2 separate regions of the Mus musculus genome follow, and region 2 is linked to region 1. A link is a contact called in public promoter capture Hi-C data. All regions are on one chromosome and are shown on one strand. The core of a region is the stretch at or near the end of the contact, and the rest is flanking DNA. Distances in the headings are between cores, read along the strand shown.

Region 1 (4,927 bases), core at 1,650-4,149:
TAGCCTGGAGCTGGAATTACAGGTGGCTGATGTAAATGCTGGGACCCGAACACTGTCCTCTATAAGATCAGTATGCACTTTGAACCACCAAGCCACCACTTCAGCTCCAAAATATGAGTTTTCTTAACAAAATTGTATTTCGATAGCTTGTAGGCAAATTGTGTGTTGCTTAGGGAGTTTCTTATGTGTGTGTGTACATGTTCATGTATGTATTTACACTGTGCATGTGTGCGCACAGCCAAAAGTCAATGTATAACTTAATTTATGAAACAGAATAGCTCACTGAATCTAGAGTGATTCACACAGTACTAAAATTTTTATCATGTTTTTAATGAAAGTTACAGCCGGGCGTGGTGTCGCACGCCTTTAATCCCAGCACTTGGGAGGCAGAGGCAGGCGGATTTCTGAGTTCGAGGCCAGCCTGGTCTACAAAGTGAGCTCCAGGACAGCCAGAGCTATACTGAGAAACCCTGTCTTGAAAAACCAAAAAATAAAAAAAGAAAGTTACAACTTTTTTTTTTTTGGTTTTGGTTTTTTGGTTTGTTTGTTTTTTTATTTTTATTTATTTATTTATTTATTTATTTATTTTTATTTTTCGAGACAGGGCTTCTCTGTATAGCCTTGGTTGTCCTGAAACTCACTCTGTAGACCAGGCTGGCCTCAAACTCAGAAATCTTTCAGCCGGGTGGTGCTGGGATTAAAGGCGTGTGCCACCACCACCCAGCTGAAAGTTACAACTTTTAATTAAAAATATGTCTCTTAAGGCTGGAGAAATGGCTCAACCGGCTGCTCTTCTACAAGTCCCATGTTCAATTCCCAGCACCCACATGACAACTTACAACCCTCTATAACTCCAGTCCTAGAGAATCTTTTGGGGACTGCACATATGTAGTATACAAACATATGTGCAGGCAAAACACCCATACATAAAATAAAAAAAAAATATTATTGGAGGTGGGGTTGGAGAGATAGCTCAAAAGTTAAGAGCACTTGTTCTTGCAGAGAACCTGGGTTCAGTCCCCAGCACCCACACAATAGCTTATAATCACTAGCAACTCCTGTTGCAGGATATAAGGTACCCTCTTCTGGACTCTGCAGGCAACAGGCATGCACTTAAAATTAAAAAATATGTATTTTCATAAAAAATAACAATTCAACCATATAAAATAGTCTCTCCTTTTAGGGTAGCCAGTTATAATTTCCTTTTTCTTTAAAAAATTATTTAGTGTGTGTGTGTAGCTGCATGGTATATATAGGCATGCATGTCATAGCACAGCACAAATGTGAAGGTCAGAAGAGAAGTTTGTGGAGTCTGCCCTCTCCTTCCCCTTTAAATGGCTTCTGAAGATGCAACTGAGGGATATAGGCTTGAACGGCATACACCAGAGCTATCTTGCCAGCTCATAATTTTCTTAAGTACTTCTGTGTAATACGTTGTCAACAGCACTAAGTAATACATTTAAAAGTTGTCTAGCCAGGCTTGGTGGCTCACGCCTTTAATCCCAGCACTCAGGAGGCAGAGGCAGAGGCAGGTGGATTTCTGAGTTCGAGGCCAGCCTGGTCTACAGAGCGAGTTCCAGGACAGCCAGGGCTATACAGAGAAACCCTGTCTGGAAAAACAACAACAACAACAACAACAAAAAACAAAAACAAAAACAAAAAAAGTTGTCTAAACTCAGAAATCTTATAGCTTAGTAAAACAAGGATTTACTAGTCAAAAGTTTTAAAGAAAGGGAGTCGTTCCTACTTAGGAATAAAGCTATCAACCACACTTTATTTTCCCTTAGAAAGCATTCAGCAACTTACTTCTCCAACGTCCAGTGGCAGGTTGCAAGCAATGAATATATTCAGTAAGTCTTCTTTCGAAAGCCTTGAGATCTAGGTAAAGAGAATTCAGTTCTCTATCTGCTCTTTCTAGTCCGAAATGAAATTTGATAAAATGAAATTTTAGATCGACAAACTCCAACAGGTCTTGCACATCAAATTACTTGTGTCACGCACCGTTTGCTTATATAATAACAATTTTAAGTACACAACAAAAACATCATTTTTCGTTCATCCCAATTTCTGGAAACCAGTTGGTCTACTTTTAGAAGCTTGAAAACTGGTATGCTGGAAGACCAGCAGCAACTTCAGCCAAGAGTCAAAAGCTAAAACTGGGGGGTGCGGTGGAGGGTGTTTACAAATAAATGGACCAAACTCCAGCTTAATTCTAATTCTGTGGAACCAAGAACTTCCTGTTGAAACATCAAAATCCATGAGGTCTAATTGACTGCAATTATCCGATTCCGGCCCTAGCTCTTATCATTAATTGATGGCTATGTAGTATGGGCTTACTAGACTTCCATACACAGATAACGGGCTGTACAAACATACTCCCTTATCCTCCTAGGAATGGGTCGCCGGTGAACGTCCGGCCAGCAGCAGCGCCTACGCCTTGTGCTGTGGCAGAGCGTACCTCTGAATGAAGTAGGGTGTTATTCCCACAGAGGTGTTTTTTAAAAAATCAAAATAAAACAAAACTTTGAAAGGCCAAGAGTACATCTAAATTCCGGCAATTACAGAAGCCAAGGAAGAAATTAGGGTTACGGTTCGTTAGGTTGTCAAACAGAAAATGAATTCGCACTCTATAACTCGCAAGGGCTCGTCACTGAGACGGGGGGGCCCCCGAGCCCCTGCGGGGGGGGAAGGCGGCACCCCTCGGCGGCCGTGCGCCCCGCGTCCCCGCCACGCCGCCCTCGCGACCTCCTCAGCCTCGGGACGGGACCCGGCGGAAGACACACTCTACCTTCCGCTTGTTCCAGCGAGTTCATGTCGGGCGGCAGCTCCGGTCACCGCCACGGCCCGGTCCTCATCGCAGCCCGCCCTCCCCGCCCCGCCGACAGCGCCAACTCCCACCTCTAACCGCTCCCTTCAGCCCCTCCGTTTGGCACCGCCCATTTTCTAGAAACGTTGAGTTTATTGGGTAGCTCATCCAGACCCCTCAACTAAACTAGTTTTCTATTGGCTAATTTCAGCAAACGCCTTCGGGAACCCAGCGCTAGATGTTCAACTGGAAGGGCCGAGAATAGCGAGCAGCTAGGCTGATATAGCCATGGCGCCGCCTCCTGCCTCGGGGAGGAACTGAATTCTGTCCAAGCATACTTTATTTTTAAGCTTGGTTGCTTTCTTAGTTCTTAAAACAATGATTGAGCGCCCACTAACTTCTGGGCAGTATTTTGGTTGCTAAGGAGAGACCACCAATCTATCCCTGCCCTCAAGGAACTAAAGAGAAACTGAGATATGTTCAGCAGTAAGTACTAGAAGCGCCCCCAAGCAGATTTCCTTGATTTTGATTTCTCTTCTTTAGATATCCAATTCCTTAAGGAAGGATTTCTTTCTTGGTTATTTTCTCCTCATGTCGTCCAATATAGTCATAAAGAATGCACAAAGTGCCGGGCGGTGGTGGCGCATACCTTTAATCCCAGCACTTGGGAGGCAGAGGCAGGTGGATTTCTGAGTTCGAAGCTAGCCTGGTCTACAGAGTGAGTTCCAGGACAGCCAGGGCTAAGAGAAACCCTGTCTCGAAAAACAAACAAACAAAAAAAAAAAAACCAAAAAAACAAAAACAAAAACCAAAAAACAACAACAAAAAACAAAACAAAACAAAAAAAGAATGCACAAAGTATGTCTTTGTAAGTATAACAAAAATATGTACAGGGTTAGCAAAATTAACATTTGATTAAAATGACCTGTTATTTCTGTTTATTTCCTGGTGGTCATTGATTCATTCAAGAGGTATTTATTGCATGACATGCTACGCATTGTATTTGTCCCATATTACATTATATTTATGACCACGGTAGATAAGATTGCATTCCTCACAGTGAAAGGTTTCAGGGAGCAATAAACATAAAAGTAGGCAACTGATTTCAGATAACAGTAGCTCTATGGAAAAAGCAACCAATATTAAAGACAGGAGGAAGGAGGTCCAGAAGTGTTGCAAGGAAGTTTGAGCTGAGAGGCCCAAGAAGACGGAAAGGATCCAGCCACACAGATCAGGGCTGAGAAGGTCTTTGAGCAACACCGCCATGTTCCCAAAATTGATACATTGTGTGTTTTACTAATCAACCTTTGCCCTAACTCACTTATCAGCTCCTGACTCCTTTGTTTTATAGACTCCTCTACCCTAGTAGCACTTTCTAAACTTTCCCATTAAGGAGCCTTCTCTGGTCCAAACCCTTTACATGCATTATCTCATTTAAACTTTTACGATGACTTGTTTGTTTTAGAGATGGAGTTTTTCTCTGTAGATTAAGCTGGTCATGAACTTGCTACAAAGGTCCATTCTGGCTTCAAACTTGCAGTCCTCCTGCTTAAGCCTTTCAAGTATTCAGGTGTGAGTTGCCAAGCCTGACTTAAAGATGTGTGTGTGTGTGTGTGTGTGTGTGTGTGTTATGTTTTTTTCCAAACAAGGTTTCTCTGTATAGCAACCTTGACTGTCCTGGAACTCACTTTGTAGAGTAAGCTAGCCTAGAACTCAGAGACCTACCTGCAGTGCTGGGATTAAAAGCATGGTACCATCATGCCCAGCTTCGAGATGAATTTTTAATGTTATGGATCAAAACCTATGAGTTATAAAATATACTTATTAGATGATGACATCTTGATGTTTTGAGCCAGGGTCAGACATATTCCTGGCTGTTTTGTAACTCTCTATGTTGACCAGGTAGGTTTTGAGTTCACAGAGATTTTCTTGCCTTTGCTGGGATTAAAGGAATGCTACACTACACCCTTGCCCATAGCCATTACTTTTTTTTTTTTTTTTTTTTTTTTTTTTGAGACAGGGTTTCTCTGTGTAGCCCTGGCTGTCCTGGAACTCAGAAATCCACCTGCCTCTGCCTCCCAAGTGCTTAAAGTAATTAAAGGCGTGCGCCACCACCACCCG
Region 2 (4,927 bases), core at 633-3,132, 4.2 Mb before region 1:
ACCGCCGCGCCCGCTCCTCTGCGCGCCCCGCTTGCCCGGGCTAGGCTTTCTCTCCCCCCACCCCCCTCCCTCGCTCTTTGCACCGGGGGGCTCTGCTTTTGGCTTTGCAAAGGTCCTGCCAAGATGCTAAGTTGGAAATTGAGGATTCTGACGCCTTGTGTGCGCGCGAAGCTCCTCCTTCCCGGGGTGTAGTCGGTGGGGGGACTGGCAGGAGCCTCTGGCCGGCGGCAGCCAACCCGGCCGCCAGGCGCGTCTCGCCCTCTCCCTGTTCCTCCCCGGCTCCTCTCCCGCTCACTGGCGCTCCCCTCGCCCCTCCCTAGCGCCCGCCTCTCCTCCGCCACCCCCCTCTCCTCCTCTGCCCGGCCTCCCCCTCCTCCCTCCCGACTCTTCCTCTCCTTCTCTCTTTCTCAGACTCTCGAGCGCCGGCCCCAGGATGACAATCACATCCCAAGCGCGCCGATCGCTTCCAACTTTGCTCTCCTTTTGCTAACTCTGGGCGGAGCGGCAATCTCGACGTACAACTGGCCTTAGTCTTGGCTCGGGCCGTTCGGGAACACAAAGGGAAAGATGCAGCGGGCTGCGCTCGGGAGAACGCTCTGCGCCCTCCTCGCCAGTGCGAATAGCGAAGTTGGCGGACGTCTTGTTCTCCCGAGAGCTGGGCTGGGAGGTGGTTTTTCTCCCTCCACGCTCCACAGTGGCTTCTCCCTCCTGCCGGAGGTCTCTAGGTTGAGCTGGAGACCTGGAATTCAGATCCCAGGGAGAGTCGATGGATGCCGGCGCTCAGGGCACAGCGAGGCCGAGATGACCGCCTTTCTGCGCCAGCAACTGCAGCAGGTGGGCAAGAGCCAGGCCTAAGTAGAAGGGGCCCCGCTAGCCCTTCCTTCCACCCATCCCTGGCAGACGACGAGAAGAGGCTAGAGAGGAGACTCTGGGGTCTCTGGCTGGGGGTGTGACTTTTCTCTGGAACGAGGAAGGCAGTGGGCAAGAAGTGCCCGACGGAGAAGCTGTTCTACCCGAGTCGGTCCCCCAGACGCCCCCGGCCCCTTGCCATCCCAAGTAGCGATGCCTGCTTCTCATGTCTAGCCACGAGCAGCTTGCCCCGTCAGGTCTGTGGAGCCGGAGGGTGTGGGGTCTCGCCCCTTTTGTTCCACTAAGTCGCCTTCCACCCTCGCTCGCCCCCGCCCCAGTTCCACTGCAAACACTGGGCAGTGAACAGTGTCCAACCCAACCGCTGTTTGTTCAGCGAGGCGCTGGCCCGGCAAACACACACCACAGAGTCCCAGGCAGAGTTCTCGGAACACCCCCTCCCCAAACCCCCCACGGCCACACAGTGAGAAGGCAAAACAGACCCTAGTCCCTGGTCTCCACCTCCCGCCGCCGCAAATTACAAACGCACTGAAGCTTTGGGACAGACAGGGGCGCTGGTAAACCAGGACCGCCGGCGGCAGAGTGCACACACCACACATCAAGCATTTTGTGGCCTTTCACAACCCAGCCACGCGCAGGCTGGAGCGTAACAATACACAAAGTTTCCTGTAATGATTCTCACTAGCCAGCAAGCAGTTTGCTCGGTTGGGGCCGTGGCAAACACTAACCCCACGCGGATCGCACAGGGACCCGCACCGCGGCGCGCATTCACGCACGCGCGCAGACTGCCCCCTCACTTAGCACTCAGGATACAGGTTCCGCCCCCGAGAGGTTGGACCCCGCGGACTACATTCTCCAAGAACCTCTAGGCCTACCCCGCCCTTCCCCTACACAGCTTCGCCTCTGATTGGGCGTTGGTCTCCATTAGCCCCTCCTCTGGATGACGTAATCCGCTTCCCTCGGAGTTCCAGCGCCAGGGGGCGTGGCTGGGAGGGTCTTTGGCTGCGTATTGTCATGGAGACCAGAAGCGGTCGGCTGCTGAAGCGGGCGGCTGCGAGCTAGACTGATCGGCACGCGAAACCGGAGCCCTGGAGAGCGTGCGGCGGCCTGAGGCTGCCTCTCGGGCTGACCATTCCGGGTTCGGGGTAGGCCGGAGCTCTTCAGGGAGCGTCCCCGCCCCGACGCGCGGGTCCCCGCCTCCCGCGTCCGCACCGCCCCCCGGCTCCGCCCGCTCAGCCCGGCTAACGGTCGGCGCGGCCTGCCACGAGGGAGCGTCCGCGGCCCGCGCAGAGCCGCGCACCAAGCCGATGGCGGTGGACGCAGCAGGGCCCCGCGGTCTGAGTGCGGGCAGGCGCGCGTGGGCGTGTCTCCCTGGCCCACGCGTGTCCCCGGCATCAGTGTCTCGGCTCTGGTCCAGGACGAAGACTTCTGAAAGCGAGCCAAGGAGGTTTGTGCCACCGAGAGCCCAAGTCTGTCACGCAGACATCCTCATTACATAATCCTGCCACTTGGGCGACTTGACTGTTTCTGTCTCCCCCTCCCCATCTTGCTCCCCACTCTATATTTTTTCTGCTCTCTCTCTCTCTCTCTCTCTCTTTTTTTTTATTTTTTTTATTTTTTTTATTTTTTTTGGTGTGTGTGAAGGACTAGAAAGTGTCCTGCAAGATATTGAAACATTTAGAATTTGCGATTTTGTTTCTCTGGTTGTCACCTCCGCTCTACATCAAATTTAAGGCTCATTTCTTAAGGATGTCTCTATTTTCTGCTTTATTTGCACACTGATGGCTCTGCTGCTCTGCTGGCCTCAGCCGCCTGCGTCTGATACAGAACCGCGTTAATAAGAGAGGGAAGGCGAAAGCTGATCATTAGCAGGCAGACGGAACTCAGATAGCATCTGGCGTCCTTTTCTCCATGTTTACAAGAAAGCTTTTATATTCTCGCTTGGTAAACACATTCTTGCTGGCAAACACAAGGTTTTAACTTTTTATCTTGATACTAGGGGAGAATCAACACTCCTCCCCACACAAACACCTTTTTTTTTTTTTCCTTTCTGTTCCGTCAGCTTTTCCATTTGGGAAACTGTTCACTTGTTAGCTGTAGTTCCGGGTCTCTTGTCGCTGAAGCTTTTTATACACCAGCAGAGGTAGGACCCTCATGCCAGATCACCAAGACTCGTTTATTCCCCCTTACTGCTGCATTTGTATATTTCTAAACATGTACTAGGGCTAGGTTACTCTGTTTTTAATGTTGGCTTGTTAAGCTTCATTTAAAAACTTGCCAAGGGTTTATTGGTTTGTCGTGTCTGCACGGATCTAGTTATGCCTAGCTCTTAAAACATCGAGCTTTAAAATAAGACCTACGATTGTGCTGCCAAGATCTGGCATGGCGCTTGCTCTTCAAGTTCTGGACAAGTAGGGCTGTCATTGTTTCTATCAAGTGCAAAGGAGGTGACGCCTGTTTGCTTAGTGTAATAGTTGTTTACAGTGAAAACTTTAAAGACTTACAAAAGTAGACCCGCAGGATTTTAAAGATCTCGTCATTTCTGTGGCTGAGACACAGCAGCAGCATCAGGAAAGGCAACAGATTGCTTCTGTCCTATCGCTTGGCTGTTTTCGAGTGTTCTTAAAGGATTATGATTGATAAGGCTGTCTTGCTGGAGAATGTTGACACAGGTGTGCATCGTTATCTTAATTAAGATCCAGAGAAAATGTTGTCTATAAATGGAGACACAAGGAGAGGACATAATTTTGTACAGTTTTGCTTTTGGAGACTTTAATTGCTCTTGAAAGCTGTCTTTGAGCTTCCAGATTTTGTGAGACAGATTCTTTGGCAACAGAAGTTTTAGAGAGGAATGATAGTTTAATGTTAAGTGTTCTGGCATGCTCTGATACTACTTGTGGCTTTTTGGCAATACTTTGTGTTGGCTTTCTTTGTGCTCTGTCTTTGTGGAATTATGGCTCTCAATTTCTAAAGCAAAGCGTAAAATAGAGGGCTGTATTGTTAGGCAGACAATCATTAATGGTTGGAATCAATCTGTTGAGGAAGACGCGTTTAGTGTGCATGAAACAGGGAAATACTGAAAATGTAAACAGTAGAGAAATGTATCCCTTTTAAGGTCTGAGGAAGGAAAGAGCCTTCCCAAGAGCCTTGGTGATGTAAAATCATTCTCTTTTCATATTATCAAGTGCATAGCTGCAGTGTTTATGGGATGCCTCCTTTTCGTTTGTAGAAATGAGGGAAACTTTCACTCCTCCCAGAATACTGTGTTATATATTTTAACTGGTGAGCAAGTGATGATACGGTACTAGGTTAGTACCCAGACGATAACCTGGTTACTCACTAAAATAATATCACCATCCTCCACTAGGAATGGGGGTGAGAACAACAAAGGGGGGATGCTGGTGGCTCACCCTCGGCTTGCCGTGCACCTCAGGCCGGTTAACATAAGTGCTACATTAAAATCTTCCCTCCTCTTTGTAGCTCAACATTTCCTGGAAGCTGGCTGTCAATCAGCATTTGTGTAAGATGTGTCCGTGCTCTCCTTTACTATAAACCTCAGGGTAGAGAGAGGAAATGAAAGTGGAGGGACCCTGGGCATCTGATGGGAGAGGCCAGGTGGAGAGTCACGGCTGAATCTTGACTTCAAGGATAATTAGCTGGTTAGAATTACACGGGGAGCTAAAATCAAAGGAAGACTACTTAGACTTGCTTGCTGAAACTGAAACAAGAGCGTTCATTTTGAGATAATTGCTTTATTTACCGCCCCCCCCGGCCTCCCCCCACCAAAATGTTTTCTCTGGCAGCTATAGTCCTCATCTTGTATGCTATTATGCATATGCTATTTTTAAATTAGATATATTGTGTTAAAAGAGTTAGAATATTAATACAAATGAATTCTCCACTTTAATTAATAACACAACTATGCATGTTTGTGTGTTTTGTAAATGTTACGAAGAATGACAGACAGTGTCCTTTAAGCTGATGAGCTGGGAATGAATGAAATGCTGTAATCCTTTGTGAGTTGACTGTGTTGTTTAAAATAGATTATGAGCACAGTGTC

What was found. Promoter capture Hi-C pulls out the DNA fragments that hold promoters and counts their contacts.
Region 2: a promoter capture Hi-C map of pre-B cells shows a contact between it and region 1, with 2.8 times the contacts expected there. The contact joins the promoter of Crnde here to the promoter of Cnep1r1 in region 1.

Annotation. Positions count from the first base shown.
Region 1 is chr8:88,116,731-88,121,657 of GRCm38.p6, reverse strand. Cnep1r1 (CTD nuclear envelope phosphatase 1 regulatory subunit 1) reads right to left here and starts at 2,899. Exons shown (of 6, transcript NM_029074.3): 1 at 2,789-2,899; 2 at 1,807-1,878. The coding sequence starts at 2,813. It overlaps Gm2716 (predicted gene 2716), which reads left to right and starts at 3,051. Exons shown (of 8, transcript NR_151771.1): 1 at 3,051-3,292.
Region 2 is chr8:92,353,075-92,358,001 of GRCm38.p6, reverse strand. Crnde (colorectal neoplasia differentially expressed (non-protein coding)) reads left to right here and starts at 1,882. Exons shown (of 4, transcript NR_110452.1): 1 at 1,882-2,314. Irx5 (Iroquois homeobox 5) reads right to left here and starts at 206. Exons shown (of 3, transcript NM_018826.2): 1 at 1-206.